Regions from separate parts of the Sus scrofa genome. Here region 1 is linked to region 2. A link is a contact called in public Hi-C data. All regions are on one chromosome and are shown on one strand. Each heading gives the region's core, a stretch centred on a gene start, on an enhancer-like site or on the middle of the called end of the contact. The rest is flanking DNA. Distances are from core to core; before and after follow the strand shown. Region 1 holds the start of MED25 (mediator of RNA polymerase II transcription subunit 25). Region 2 holds the start of CPT1C (carnitine O-palmitoyltransferase 1, brain isoform).

The links. A called contact is a pair of places that touch in the nucleus more often than the background predicts.
Region 1: a Hi-C map of skeletal muscle shows a contact between it and region 2, with 2.8 times the contacts expected there. The contact joins the promoter of MED25 here to the promoter of CPT1C in region 2. A contact is called at or near these places in 1 of 5 promoter capture datasets (liver), 2 of 47 Hi-C or Micro-C datasets (both in skeletal muscle) and 1 of 2 datasets of contacts at active chromatin or transcription factors (alveolar macrophages).

The regions. Positions count from the first base shown.
Region 1 is chr6:54,833,052-54,840,137 of Sscrofa11.1, forward strand. It overlaps MED25 (mediator of RNA polymerase II transcription subunit 25), which reads left to right and starts at 1,252. Exons shown (of 19, transcript XM_003127336.5): 1 at 1,252-1,463; 2 at 1,557-1,602; 3 at 1,961-2,085. The coding sequence starts at 1,330.
Region 2 is chr6:54,728,732-54,736,241 of Sscrofa11.1, forward strand. CPT1C (carnitine O-palmitoyltransferase 1, brain isoform) reads left to right here and starts at 3,970. Exons shown (of 19, transcript XM_021094747.1): 1 at 3,970-4,245; 2 at 5,243-5,397; 3 at 6,062-6,201. It overlaps ADM5 (adrenomedullin 5 (putative)), which reads left to right and starts at 2,878. Exons shown (of 2, transcript NM_001099939.1): 1 at 2,878-3,168; 2 at 3,392-3,807. The coding sequence starts at 3,098. The coding sequence ends at 3,644. PRMT1 (protein arginine N-methyltransferase 1) reads left to right here. Exons shown (of 9, transcript XR_002344722.1): 8 at 1-231; 9 at 1,380-1,680.

The DNA of each region.
Region 1 (7,086 bases), core at 2-2,501, 100 kb after region 2:
GCAGCGACCCCAGCTGCTGCAATGACAACAGGGGGTCCTTAACCCGCTGCACCACAGGGGAACTCCAGTATTATTTAATCGAAGATGAGTGGCTTTCAGAGATTTACTCCCTTTTTCTTTTTTTTTTTCTTTTTAGCACCCCCCCCATATGGAAGTTTCCAGGCTAGGGGTCCTATATGAGCTGTAGTCACCAGCCTACTCCACAGCAACTCAGGATCTGCGCTGCATCTTTGACCTACAAGCTCATGGCAAAGCCGACTGTTAGCCCACTGAGTGAGACCAGGGATCGAAAGCACATCCTCATGGATACTAGTGGGGTTTGTTAACCACTGAGCCACGAGGAGAAGTCCATTACTCGATATTTTAAAATAGGTTTTGTGGGTGGGAAAAGCCTGCAATATTTTCCTTCCCCACCTAAAAAAAGTATTATTTTCCTAAGTTTCTATTAATTAGTAAAATGTATCTGTGTAGTAAATTTCTGTCAACACTTAAGTTCCAACGACTTTCCCGGTTTATAGATCGTTTTCAACTTGGTTTATGGAGTCTTTTGCGGAGAAACAGATCTGTATTTTACGTTTTCTGGCTTTGCTGCAATGATAAACTCTTTTTTCCAGTCTTCAAGATTATACAGTGTTATGGTTTCATTTGCATTTTTAATCCACCTGGAACGTATTTCAGATCTAGGCCGGTTTCTGGCCTCTCGCCCAGAAAACAACTATCAGGTGTTACTTAGCAACCACCACTGGGGTTGGAGTGAGCCGTCTCTTCAGGGAAAAAAAACAGCTGCACTCTCTCCAGAGTCGATTGCCCCTTTAAAGCGTTGCCTAGTAACCCTGTTTCAGACTAGGTGATTGGACCCTGCACACGACCCACCCCCCCCTCCCGGTTCCCTGGGAGCCAGAAAGAATTTAGCTGAAAACCTAATCTCTGTCAGAAAACCAGGGCAGCGTGCGCGTTGCATGGCAACTAGATCTTCCGACCCTCCCAGTGAAACTAGTGTCGGAAGAGCCGCCCCGCTCAAAGATGGCGGCCGAAGCGCCGCTCTCAATATATTTCGTTCTCTACGTCCTGCCAATAATTAATCTTTACACCAGGCCCCCGAAGGGGTTCTCTAGGTCCTTTTGGAGGCTTGCACAAGGTTGGTACGAAGGAGGATGGAGATCAACCGACGCGCCCTGAGTGCCCCGCACAAACATGGCCGCAGGCGCGGCGTCAGGGGCGCGAGGCCGTCCGGCGCAGGCGCGGGCGCGGCGCAGGCGCACTTGCGCTCATCCCGCGGTGGCGGAGACGGCGACGGCGGCAACGGCAGCGGCGGCTGGGGCGCGGGGCATGGTACTCGGGTCGGAGGGCCCGGCGCGCGCCGGGGGCCTCGTAGCTGACGTGGTGTTTGTGATTGAGGGCACAGCTAACCTGGGGCCCTACTTCGAGGGGCTTCGAAAGCACTACCTGCTCCCCGCCATCGAGTGAGTGAGGTTTCCGCGACTCCAACCCCGCCCTCCGACTTTAGTTTTCCAGTCTCTTGCCTCACCCCGACTTTTCACCCCCGACCCTCACAGGTATTTTAATGGTGGTCCTCCTGCGGAGACCGACTTCGGGGGAGACGTGAGTCTTGGGACTCTTGAAGGTCGAGGGAGAGGGAAGCTGGGAGTCCCTACTACTGGGTCTCGGGGGAGGGGCTGGGGTCCGGGCTCTGAGTCCGGGAGGAGGGGGCTGGAGCTGAGGAAGAAGGAGCGGGGCGGGGGGTGGTTCCAGACTCCTGAGTCGTGCGGGAGGGTTGGGGTCCGGACTTCTGGGTCCCAGGGAGAAGGGCCTGGGGGCTTGGACTCCTGGATCCGAGGGAGGAGAGGCTCGGGTGCGGACTCCTGGGTTCGAGGGAGGAGGGAGCTGGGAGCTCCCACTTCTCTGAGAGAAAAGACAGCTGAGGTCCCAGATGAAAAGTTCTTCTGTCCTCCTCTGCCAGTATGGGGGGACCCAATACAGCCTCGTGGTGTTCAACACGGTGGACTGCGCTCCGGAGTCCTACGTACAATGTCACGCTCCTACCAGCAGCGCCTATGAGTTTGTCACCTGGCTGGATGGCATTAAGTGAGCTCTTTTCCGGGCTTTGGGGTGGGTTGGGGGACCCTGGGAGGGACCTGGGTTTGAGCTGTAGGATCCATTCCCTCACATTGGGAAGCTAACAAGGACTGTGATTGGGATTGTGGTTTTGTCCTAAGTCACTTGTGTGCCCGGTTCTGTGTGCTCAGCGGTGATGCCATCTGGTTTGGAAGCGGAAGGAACTCTAGCACCCAGGCCCTACTCTCCGTGCGATTTCCCCCCTTTTTGTTTGTGTTTCATTTCTCCCGTGGCTTCCTTTTTCAGCTGAGCGCAGTGAAGCCTGATTGAAAGGGGGTGGGGTTGGGCTAGGCATCTTGTGCTTTGGAGCAGGTTTTGATAAGTTTGCATTGCAAACTCTTGCAGGTGCAGACAGCCTGGGGCCACCGCATGGCTATACCCCAACAGAACTCCCAGACCCAGGAGTCCTGGTTCTCTCTGTGTTTAACATAATTTATCTCTAAAAGGGGAATGTTGATAGTTCTTACAGCTATTGTATTCCTTCTCTCCTGTTGGGCGACAGATTGAAATTTAGCTGCTTAAAAACAAGGCCCTGAAAAGCAAAACAAACCGAAAAAGAGTTCCTGCTGTGGCTCAGGCAGGTTAAGGATCCAGCTTGTCTCTGTGGTGGCGAGGGTTTGATCCAGCTTGTCTCTGTGGTGGCCCAGTGCCGTGGGTTAAGGATCTGGCATTGGCTCTGACCACGGTGGTGTAGGTCGCAGCCGTGGCTCAGATTTGTTCCCTGGTCTAGGAACATGGGTGCAGCCAAAAAGAGAAAGAAAAAAGGGCAACACAAATAGTTATTATCTCATGTGGTCTCTGTAAGTAAGGGATTCAGGAGGGGCTTTGATGGATGCCTCTGGCTCAGGGTCTCTCTTGAGATTTCAGTCACCATGAGCTGCAGTCACCAGTCATTTGGCAGTTTGATTGGGACTGATGTATCCGTTTCCTAAGTGGCTCACCCAAAGGCTGTTGGCTGGAGGCCTCCACTCCTTGCCGGCTGGTAGCCACAGGGCATCTCCATGGGGCTGCTTGCGTGTCCTCCCAATGTGGCAGCCGGCTTTCCTCAGCCCGAGCATCCCTTGCAAGTTCCACAGCAGCAGCTCTCATTCAGCTCCGTCCTGTTCCGCGTGTGAGGGGGTGGGACTCCCATGAGCTGAGGATCATTGAGGACCTCGTGAGAACTTTGTAGGGTTACCTTGTGAATTAAGCAAATGAGTTGCTGACGATTTAAAACAGTGCCTGATGTATGAAGTGCTGCCTAAGCTTTTGCTGTTAGCTCGGGTTTCGGCGTTCCGTTTCTTGGTTTGCAGTTGGATAACAGTAGTCTGTGTTTCAGCACTCTTGGGGCGGGGGGCGGGGGGTCCCAGGAGCTCATCTTCTTACTGTGTTCAGCTCAGGGTCTGGTCAGAGTTCATTAACCCGTGCTGGTTTGTGGTGTAGGCTGGCAGCTGCAGCTTATACTCGACCCCTGGCCTGGGACTTCCATACGCCACAGGTGCGGCCCTAAAAAAAGGAAAAGAAAAAAACAGTGTCAGTTCACAGGCTGCTGTTAATCTTCATACATCCCCGCAGCGAATGTGGTTGAAGGCCTGCTTTGCTGCAGGCTGTGTGCAGGACTGGGGGCTGCGCCTTCGATGGAAACTTGACAGGTTTCCCCGTGTGGTCAGGGAGAACAGGATTTCTCAACCTCGGCTCTGTTGACCCTTTGAACCGAATGATTCTTTGTGGTGGGGGGGCCATCTCATGCCTCTTGAGGTGTTCAGTAACTGGCCTCTACCCACCAGATGCCGGTGGCTGCTTCCCTTTCAAGTGTGACAAACAGAAATGTCTCCAGACATTGTCAAACGTCCCCTTGGGGCAAAATCCACGCCAATCGAGCCCCACCGGGAGAGGTGGTGGGAAGATGTGAATGGTAAATGGGGGCTCCTTGAGGCCCACGTCCAAGTCTGACGTCTCTCAAGTCTCTAGCACCCAGTGCAAGGCCTGGCACAGGGGAGGCCAAAGGAAAGCTTTGCTGAACAAGCGAGTAAAGGAATGAAGGCCCAGCATGCACTTCATCCTCTGCTTCTCCCTGGCAGACTCCTATATAAACATCATGCCCCAACTCACATGTCCTTTCCATGATTTTGGCAAGCAGCCATTTGTGCCCTTCTCTGCCCCCGTTGCTCCTGGGTGTTGCCCTGCCACAGCCCATACCTCTGGACTGTGAATGTCTAGGACTGGCTCTTGGTCCTACCATTCGCTTCTAGCTGGAGCCTAGCACCCACGAGGCCTCAGGAGATCTTTGCTGAATAAACGAAAGAGTGAAAGCAATGGCAAAGATAATCTCCAGGAAACGAAACCTGGCGGGTATCAGGAAAGGCAGACAGACCCCCTTATTTAAAAAGAAAAATCAGGGGAGTTCCCGTCGTGGCGCAGTGGTTAACAAATCCGACTAGGAACCATGAGGTTGCGGGTTCGGTCCCTGCCCTTGCTCAGTGGGTTAAGGATCCGGCGTTGCCGTGAGCTGTGGTGTAGGTTGCAGACGCGGCTCGGATCCCGCGTTGCTGTGGCTCTGGCGTAGGCTGGTGGCTACAGCTCCGATTCGACCCCTAGCCTGGGAACCTCCATATGCCGTGGGAGCGGCCCAAGAAATAGCAACAACAACAAAAAGACAAAAAAAAAAAAAAAAAAAAAAGATTCACAGTTGTCATTGTTTTGTCAGGTCCTATGTAACCATCTGAGTTCAGTTTCTGTGACTTTCTGGGTGAGTCTGTAACAAAGATCACAAAGTCACCGAGTTTCATTCACACTTGGAGAAATTGTATCTTCTTCGGGAATTTCCATCACTTAAGGAACAAAGCAGGTAGTGTGACTCTTGAAACGCCCTTGCTTTGCGAAGATTCATTCCCCCCCCTTTCATTTATTTATTTATTTATTGTCTTTTTGCCGTTTCTAGGGCCGCTTCTGCGGCATATGGAGGTTCCCAGGCTAGGGGTGGAATCGGAGCCGTAGCTGCCGGCCTACACCACAGCAACACGGAATCAGAGCCACGTCTGCGACCTACACCATAGCTCACGGCAACGCTGGATCCTTAACCCACTGCGCAAGGCCAGGGATCGAACCCACAACCTCGTGGTTCTTAGTCGGATTCGTTAACTACTGAGCCACGACGGGAACTCCTTTCCTTGCTTTTTAAAGCCAAACCCGAGGCATATGGAGGTTCCCAGGCTGGCGTCAAATTGGAGCTGTAGCCACCAGCCACCGCCACAGCTCACGGCAACACTAGATCCTTAACCCGCTGAGCGAGGCCAGCGATTGAGCCCACGTCCTCATGGATCCTAGTCTGGTTTGTTAACTGCTGAGCCACAGCAGGAACACGTTTGTTCATTTTGACTAGTCTCTCTGGGGGGCCTCTGAAAGTGGGTGGTGAGGACTCAGCTGTGACATCTGGTGGGGCAAACAGGGGGCATGAGCATGAGGAAGCAGTGAGAGGCAGAGCCCACCTCTGTCCCCAGGGTGCCTGCCTGCCTGCCTTCCTTTCTTTCTTTTTTTCTCTTTGTCTTTTTAGGGCCGCACCCGCGGCATATGGAGGTTCCCAGGCTAGGGGTCCAATCAACTGTAGCCGCCAGCCTACACCACAGCCACAGCAACGCCAGATCCTGAACCCCCCAGGACCAGGGATTGAACCCACGTCTTCTTGGATTCCAGTCGGGTACATTTCCACTAAGTCATCTGACTTTGTTTGTAATTTGAGGGGTTTGTTTGAAACCTTGTGCTATGCAGAACGTGTTTTGCAACTGAACATGTCTTTCTCCTGTTCTTCGTTTAAGTTTTCCTCTTGGATAAAATATTTGTTGTGAGTCTCTCTGAGCTGGTAGCAGATGACTTATGCTTACTGTTCAGTAGAGAAAAAAAAGCAACCTTCAGGGTCTCAAAGTGGTCAATCATGTTTTCCCTCAAGAAAAAAAAATTTTTTTTTTGGTCTTTTTGTTTTTTGGGGGCCACCCTGCGGCATATGGAGGTTCCCAGGCTAGGAGTCAAATCGGAGCTGCAGCTGCCAGCCTACACCACAGCCACAGTAACACGGGATCTGAGCCACACCTGCAGCCTACACCACAGCACCACGACAGGAACTCCGTAAATTACTTTTTAAAAATTGAAGTGAAATCCAGGGAGTTCCCATCGTGGCTCAGCAAAAACGAATCTGACTGGGAACCACGTGGTTGCGGGTTCGATCCCTGGTCTCGCTTAGTGGGTTAAGGATCTGGTGTTGCCGTGAGCTGTGGTGTGGGTCAGCGGTTACAGCTGATTGGACCCCTAGCCTGGGAACCTCCATATGCTGTGGGAGCAGGCCTAGAAAAGGCTAAATAAATAAATGAGAGGAACAATTCAGTGGCATTTAGTACGTTCAGAATATTGAGCAGCCACCATCTCTGTTTAGTTTGGGAACATTTTCGTCACCCGGAAAGGAGACCCCGAGTGCCTGAAGCGGCTGTTTTCCATTCCTCCCGAGACGCCCTCAGCCCCGTGCCTGTCTCCTCAGCCCCAGCCAGAGAAGGGGCTTGATTGCTTCCAGCGCAGGAGATTGGCAGTAGGGTGGATCCAGGGCTGGTTCGTTCATTGGCATCTGCCCCAGCTCTATGGCATTAAAATTCCCGTGCATACCAGTGTCCCTATGGCAGGAGGAGGGCTCGAAAGTGGGGGCTTGTGAGGGGCAGCGCCGAGAGGGTGGGCAGAGGGGACCAGAGGGCGGGAGGCTCCTGGGGAGAATTCGGGTGGGGAACGGAGGGCTCCCGCCTCGGTGGCTCCCTAGCTCAGCCTGCATTTCTCAAGGCCCTATGTGTCGTCAGGCACATCCCAGAGCTGGCTGGGACCACTGGCTTTGCCTAGCCCCGGGCCACCCTGTCCAGGGGAAGGGGGGCTGTGGAAGGAAGTGCAACACGCACAGTACTGGGGGACATGTGATCGAGGGTGATGTCGGCAGGTGGCAGGTGGGGATGTCTCCCA
Region 2 (7,510 bases), core at 2,720-5,219:
GCCGAGGGTGAAGAGACTGTGGTCCCGGCTCCGTCCGCAGGCACAGGGGGTGGGGTGGGGGCTGGGGGCCGGGTCGGGGGGGTGCCCGGCTGACCCGCCTGCCCCCCAGGCCCCGAGTCCCCGTACACGCACTGGAAGCAGACGGTGTTTTACATGGAGGACTACCTGACGGTGAAGACGGGCGAGGAGATCTTTGGCACGATCGGCATGCGGCCCAACGCCAAGAACAACGTGAGGCTCGCGAGGAGGGGGAAGGGCTGGGGGGGCCCCCAGCACCCCTTACCCCAAGCCCAACGGCGGACTTGGCTGCCCTCTGCTATTCTAGACACTTCTGCGTAGCTGGGAAGGGGGCCAGCGGGTGTTGGAGCCGGAAGGCGGGCGCGGGGCCAGAGCTGGCGGGAGAGCCTCACGTAGGCATGGGGATGAGGAAGGCGAGGAGGGCTGTTCATGCCCCTGAGCACCGGGCTGGACGGAGCTGCCCGCCTCTGAGACGCGGGCCTCTGCCAAAGTCAGGAGCCGCAGCCCCGCCCGCGGGCGGGGGAGGGGAAAGGTCTCGAGTCCAGGGCCGGGGGCGTGGCCTGCGCTGAAGTGTCAATCAGGTTGGGGCGGGGCGTGATGCCCCCAAGGTGGCCCCTGCTTTTTAAGTCTGGGAGGTAAGAGCCGATTTAAGCAGCGATTCTCAACCATGGATAATCCCCCCCCAGGACAGGTCAGCGTCTAGAGACATTAAGAGGCCCTGCTGGTATCCAGCGGGTAGAGGTCAGGGGGTGACAGCTGCTGAGCATCTGGGGTGCGCAGGATAGTAAGAATCTCCCTAGACACAAGAGTGGTCCAGCCCGAGATGTCAGTTGTTGCACAGGTTGAAAAAACCACAACTAACGAGAGACCCAGAGAGGGAGGAGGAAGGCGGGATCCAGGGCTGAAAGGCAGTGATGGCCCGGGGCAGAAGTCACTGAGGTCCCCGTGACTGTCCCAGCCAGGGAGTGCTGGGGGCCATGGCTCCGGGAGGGTTGGTGCCCAGGAAGCTGTGGAGGAGAGGAAGTGGGGATGGTGGGGTGGGACCATGGAGTGTTTTGAGAGGAGAAAGTGCTGGAGAGAGATTTGCTTCTCATAAAGGAAGGAAGAAATACCTGTTTTGCTGATGGGGGAAATCTGATGATGCCTGAGACAGCAGCGGACCTCTGCCCCTGCTGGGGGCGGGTGTTGGCTGGGTTCCCAGTGGGTTTGAGGCTGTCATGTGAGCGTCTTGTTGGGAGGCAGGCAGGGTTCGAGGCAGAGGCTGGGCCTGGGCCCAGCAATGTGGGGTCTCTGGGGACGGCCTGTGGCTTCTGTTCCCCAGGGGCCTCTGTCTCTGCCTCATGCCCACGCTCTCCCCACAGCGTGACCTGGACTTCACCATTGACCTGGACTTCAAAGGCCAGCTGTGCGAGCTGTCCTGCTCCACCGACTACCGGATGCGCTAGGTGGCGCCGGCTTTTCCCACCCTGGCCGGGCCGGCCCTGCGAGGGCCCAGGGGCTGCGGCATTCTTAGGCGGTTTCGGGGCTCCCCCTTCCTCTCCCACCCTCCCTCCCACAGAAGGGGGTTTTAGGGGCCAGGGGCGGGGGGCACATCGTGACTGTGTTTTTCATAACTTATGTTTTTATATGGTTGCATTTACGCCAATAAATCCTCAGCTGGGACGGCTCAGCTTCCTGGGGGCACAGTGGGGTCAGGGTCCCAATCCACAGGTGCTGAGATGCCAGCCCTAACCAGAGCATGCGGACAGCGCCAGCTGGTGGCTGCGGGGCTCTCGCACCCCTTCTGGGTCTCTGGGTCTCTCTCGGGGTCCTCCACTCTTTCAAGGGTTTGTCCCAGGACCTTCCCCACCAGCTCGAAAGGTCTGCCCCCCATTCTTCTCTGCCATGCCTCTGGTGGCCTGTTCCTCTTGTCCCCACTGAGCAGGGTTCCTGCTCCCAGCTGCCCTGCGGGGATGGGGGAGGGTGGGGGTGTGGGTTCCCAGCACAGCTGGGCCCTTAAGTTTCCCAGAAGGCCCTCTGCAGCCTTCCCCCCACACATTGTTCCGCTCTGGCTGTTTTTTCCTGTCCAGGACCCTCCAAGGCCAAGTCAGAGCTGACTGGCAGCGACGACTGCCCTTGCCTCTTGGGCTGGGGAAACTGAGTCCTTTGGTGGGGTGTGCTCGTAGGGGGGATAGAATGCTTTGTTGTGGGGGTGGGGGGATCTCAGCAGAGGGGGGTTTTCCCACCTTCTGGCCCACTTTAGAGGTGGACACTAAGGCCCCATAACCACCTTCCCACAGCTTCCTGGGGGGCTTTCTATTCAGTCTCTGCCAAGGCCATGGCAATGCCCCTGCCTGCCCTTCCTTTCTCCGGGCCTTGTCCAGAGTCACTGGTCCCCCAGCTTCAGGACCTGGATCACTCAAGACACACTCCCCAGACACACTGTCCGTGGCCCTGGTTGGGGTGTCAAGGCCGCCTGCCCCTCATGCTCAGCTCCACCCATCCCTCTCCCAGGATGGTGACCATGCCAGAGCCCACACTTCCTCTGCAACCTTGGGGCCTCCCTTTGCCATCTGTCCCAATTGCCAATGTCCCACGTTGCCCAGCCCCCCCCCCCCTCCCCCCGAGAACGATCGTCTGTCCCCTAAGACTGCGGTCTCTCCAGCTTCTGGGCTACTCAGGTCCCCAGCAGATGAGAGGGTGAGGTGCTGCCCTGCCTCCACCCCTTCCTGGAAGCCTCGCAGCTGCGTCGGTGGCCGCTTGCAGGTGTCGGCCGCCCCGCCCCTCCTTCCTGCGCCTTAAAGGGGTCGCGTCTCCCGAGGCCTCCCAGGGGCATAGGCCGCATCGCGGCGGGACCCGCACACCCGTGAGGGCTCCGTACCCACGGTGCGGAAGGTGGGCGTCTGGCTCCTAAATCCTTCCCTTCTGGCGTGGTGTGGCTCTTTCGGCCTCAGTTTTTTCCTCCTGAGAAGTGGGGACGCCCTGAGTCCTCGCGCTAAAGCAGGCGCTCGGGGGATTCTCCAGACCCGGGGAGTTGGGCGGGGCCGGACCCCGGAGGAGCCGCTCGACTCGAGGGGTTCCCCCCCCCCAGCCCCTTACGATGACCGCCCATATCCTCTTGCTGTGGCTCTTTGCTTCCTCCATCCTGGGGGACCCAGACTCCGCGGGCAGGTGAGAAACGCTGGTGGCTGCGGGGACTGGGTGGGAAAAAGACCGCGAAAGGCATGCGCCCTCTCTAGGCGGCTTTCCGCGTCGGTGCCTCGGGAGGATGGGTGGGGTGGGAAGATGATCTGCAGACGCGGCCCGCCAGTTTCGGACTTCTGGGTCTCCCCATCGGGCCGCATTTCTCGAGTGCATTGTTTGAATCGGCCCTTCTCCCACGCTCCATCCCCAGGCTGACCCGGCACCAGGTTTCCCTAAAGAGCGGGCGCCTGTGTTCCCTGGGCACTTGCCAGACGCACCGCCTGCCAGAGATCATATACTGGCTCCGTTCTGCCTCCACCAAGGAGCTCTCAGGGAAGGCTGGCCGCAAGCCTCAGGACCCCTACAGCTACGGGCGGCGGCGGCGGCGGCGGCGGCGGCGGGAGGCCAGACTCCTGCGGCGTCTCCAGGACCCCAGCCTGCGCAGAGCGCAACTTGCTGGGTGACATTGGGCACATCTCTACGCCTTCCCTGGCCTCAGTTTACCCATCTGTGTATTGAGGCTGTGACCTCAAGTTTCTTTTGCCCTAACTCCATCCACCTCCCCAGACTGCAATTGGGCTGGACCCACGTGCACACCGGACCCAGGCTGGACAAAAAATGTTAACGTCCAGAGCTGAATAAATATACGAGAATTCCATGTTTCAAGTCTCTGCTTGTCTGTGCCTATTCTGGCCTCCCAGCCTGAGCCTGGTCCCTAATATATTCTCCCCTTTATCCATGCACCATTTTCCCCTCACGGAAGTCGCTCTGCCTAACTTGAATCCGAGCCGTGAAGCGCCTTCACGCCAACTCAATCCATGCAGTTGCACTTTCCGTGGGTGGTTTTGCTGGGTCAACCCGACCCCAAAGCAGCCCTCCTCCCTCCCGAGCGGTAGGGCTGAGATTCGCTCGGCTCCCACGCGCGTGGGCCGAGTTCCAGGCTGAGCCTCCTTCCTCAAAGAGAAAGAGTGAAAAAGACAAAGAGCGGACTGGGGAGCCGAAGAACCCGGGGTTCGGAGAGCGCTGCGTAGAACCGGGGCGGCCCAATTGTGGAGCATCGGGCGGGTAGGAGTCTGAGGGCTGGGGATCGAACGGATGGAGGGGATTGGACGCTGGAATTCGAAGGGGGCGGAGAGAGAAGATTGGGAGGGGCGGGGATAAAACCCGGGACTAGAATATCCGGAGAGGCAAAGGCGAGACAGAAATTGGGGTTCTTGGATGTTGGATAGTCAGAAGCAGACAGGAGCTCTGAAGGTCCGTCGACCCAGTTGTGGCCTCGTAGCACTGGAACTGGACATAGGCAAGTGGGAGGCATGGGTCCGGAGCTCTAAATCGGGGGTCGCCCGTGTACTCCCGCTAGGATCAGATCGGCAGACCCCTGACTCAGCGTGGTAAGTGCCGGACTTAGAGCGGCCCGAGCTTCTGCTGGAGCTGGAGGATTGTGTCGGGCTGGGAGTGCAGGCCTCTCCATCACCTGTCCTCGACGCTCGCCTCTGCCCTCAGCCTCCGCATCCCTGCCTGCGAGGCATGCGCAGTAGGGGTGCCCCGCCCCCGCTCATCCCTTTCAGCCCCGGAAGGGGGGGAGGGGACGTTGGACCACCCCAGAGAGGATGGCTTGGTAGAGAGCCCCCGCCCAGCTGCCCCCTCCCGACACTCCCCTCCCAGCTCCCTGGAGGGGGAAACGGAAATGGTGTGGAAGATGCCAGCGTCCGGCAGGTGTTCATTTCAAAAGGGTTTGGGTTTAATGTTTTTCCGGAGACTTCGCAACTCACCCTGAATTGAATCGGTTTTCCGCCCCGACCCCCGAATCTTGGACGTCCATTGGGGAGGGGGCACTGTCCCCGTCACGTTCTCAGAATAGCCGCAGAAGAGGTTAGAGCGAATTACCCCTCCTGCCTCTCTGTGCGTTCAGTTGAAGTCCCCCCACACCAGCGTCTAAGGCCAGGACCCTCACGACCCCTCAGGTGGTTAGGGAAGGATAAGCTGGCGTCCTATATTCCTGGATCTGCGGGGGCGGAGGGGAGGGTCTGGAGAATGACCGTCTGTCCTTCCCCACCCCCAGGGCTGGAGCGTGACATGGCCGAAGCGCACCAGGCCGTGGGTTTCCGACCCCCGCTGACCTCGGACGGGGGAGAAGTGGAACTCAGTCCCCCATTGTTGCAGGAGATCTACCTCTCCGGACTGCGCTCCTGGAAAAGGCATCTCTCCCGTTTCTGGGTGAGGAGGGCTGCGCCTTGGTTTCCTTCCGGGAATACAGTTACCTGCTTCCGGGATGCTGGAGCCCCACTTCCGGCATCCTGGTGGTCCCACTTCTGGGAGCTTGTCATCCCTTCTGGGAATTTTGATGTCCACTTCCAGGACCCTTTAAAGCCATTTCCAGGTTCTCCGTGGCTTACTTCTGGGATCCTAAACCTCACCTCCTGGGAACCCTCATTCCTCTCTCCCTGGACCCTCTCCCCATGCCCACAAACACCAATTTCCCCTTACCTCTGGTGCATCTAAAAAGACCAAAAAACAAACAAAAAAATAAAATAAAAAATAAATTAAAAATAAAAATGGAGTTCCCGTCGTGGATCAGTGATTAACGAATCCGGCTAGGAACCATGAGATTGCGGGTTCAATCCCTGGTCTTGCTCAGTGGGTTGTGGATCTGGAGTTGCTGTAAGCTGTGGTGTAGGTCACAGACGCGGCTTGGATCCTGTTGCTGTGGCTCTGGCGTAGGCCCACAGCTACAGCTCCTATTTGATCCTAGCCTGGGAAACCTCCATGTGCTGCAGGTGCAGCCCTAGAAAAGACAAAAAATAAAATGATCAAAAAAGATTAAGAATGGTGCTCAGCAGATGGGATAAGTGATTGAATAGGTGCTCTCTCCTCTCTGCAGAACGACTTTCTCATAGGTGTGTTCCCTGCCAGCCCGCTCAGCTGGCTCTTCCTCTTCAGTGCAATCCAGCTTGCCTGTTTCCTCCAGCTGGATCCTTCCCTAGGACTGATGGAGAAAATCAAAGAGTTGCTGCCAGACTGGTGAGGTCCCCCACTTCAGCCCAGGAACCTCCTAATCCCTTTCCCTCCACCCAGTAAGTTTCTCTATCAGCATGATATGCCTGTTAAAGAAAAGTAATCTCTGAGACTTACTCGCAGTCAGATTAATAAAGGTATGGCAGCAAGTAAAGGAGGTGATCGCCTCTCTTGTGTCTGCACATTTTCCATCCTGGCTGCTTTTTTTTTTTTTTTTGTCTTTTTAGGGCCACACCCACAGCATATGGGGGTTCCCAAGCTAGGGGTCGAAACGGAGCTACAGCCTCCTGCCTATACCACAGCCATAGCAACACCCAGATCCAAGCCGCATCTGCAGCCTACACCACAGCTCTCGCAGCAATGCGGGATCCTTAACCCACTGAGTGTGGCCAGGGATAGAACCCACAACCTCATGGTTCCTAGTTGGATTCGTTTCTGATGTGCCACGACAGGAACTCCATCCTGGCTGCTTCTTGCTAAGAGGGATGGTGACAAACTGGACAATGTCTGGGCACTGCGATGTACCATGAGCTCTGCTAATCTAGCTGTGTAATCTTAAGCAAGAGACCTCACCATTCGTGTCAGGGTCTTTACCTGTAATATGGACGTAATAACAGGTGTTTCCTAGGGTGGTTGGAGGAATTAAACAAAATCTTGCCTGGGGAATATTCAGTACAGTGCCTGATGGTTATTACAGGGGAGAGACTGAATTAGTATAGTTGTTGGGAAAGGTCTGGAAACCAAATGTGGGTGAAATGGCACATTCTAAATCTTGGATTAGTCCTTCTGGGGAAGAATGTTCAAATTTTGTGCAGACAGCCTCAAAGGGCAGACCCAGGGTCAGAAATAGAGATTTCCAGAGAAGCTAGATTGACCCAGTCTGCAGAAGGGAAATGATTGCCCCAAGTCTTCCACGTAGGGTTTTCTCAAGTTCACTTGCAACTTTGCAAACATGTTAACTTACTGTAGCTTTAGACCGGTGTCTCTTAAGCTTGAGCTTGTATTTAAATCACCTGGGGAGTTCCCACTGTGGCTCAGCGGTAATGAAGCCAACTAGGATCTATGTGGGCCCAGGGTCGATCCCTGGCTTCGCTCAGTGAATTAAGGATCCGGCGTTGCTGTGAGCTGTGGTGTAGGTTGCAGACGAGGCTTGGATCTGGTGTTGCTGTGGCTGCGGTATAGGCTGGCAGCTGTAGCTCTGAATCGACCCCTAGCCTGGGAACTTTCACATGCTGAGGGTGCATCCATAAAAAGAAAAAAAAAAATAGCCTGATTGCTGGGCCGAATGTCAAGAGATTCTAACTTAGTAGGTCTG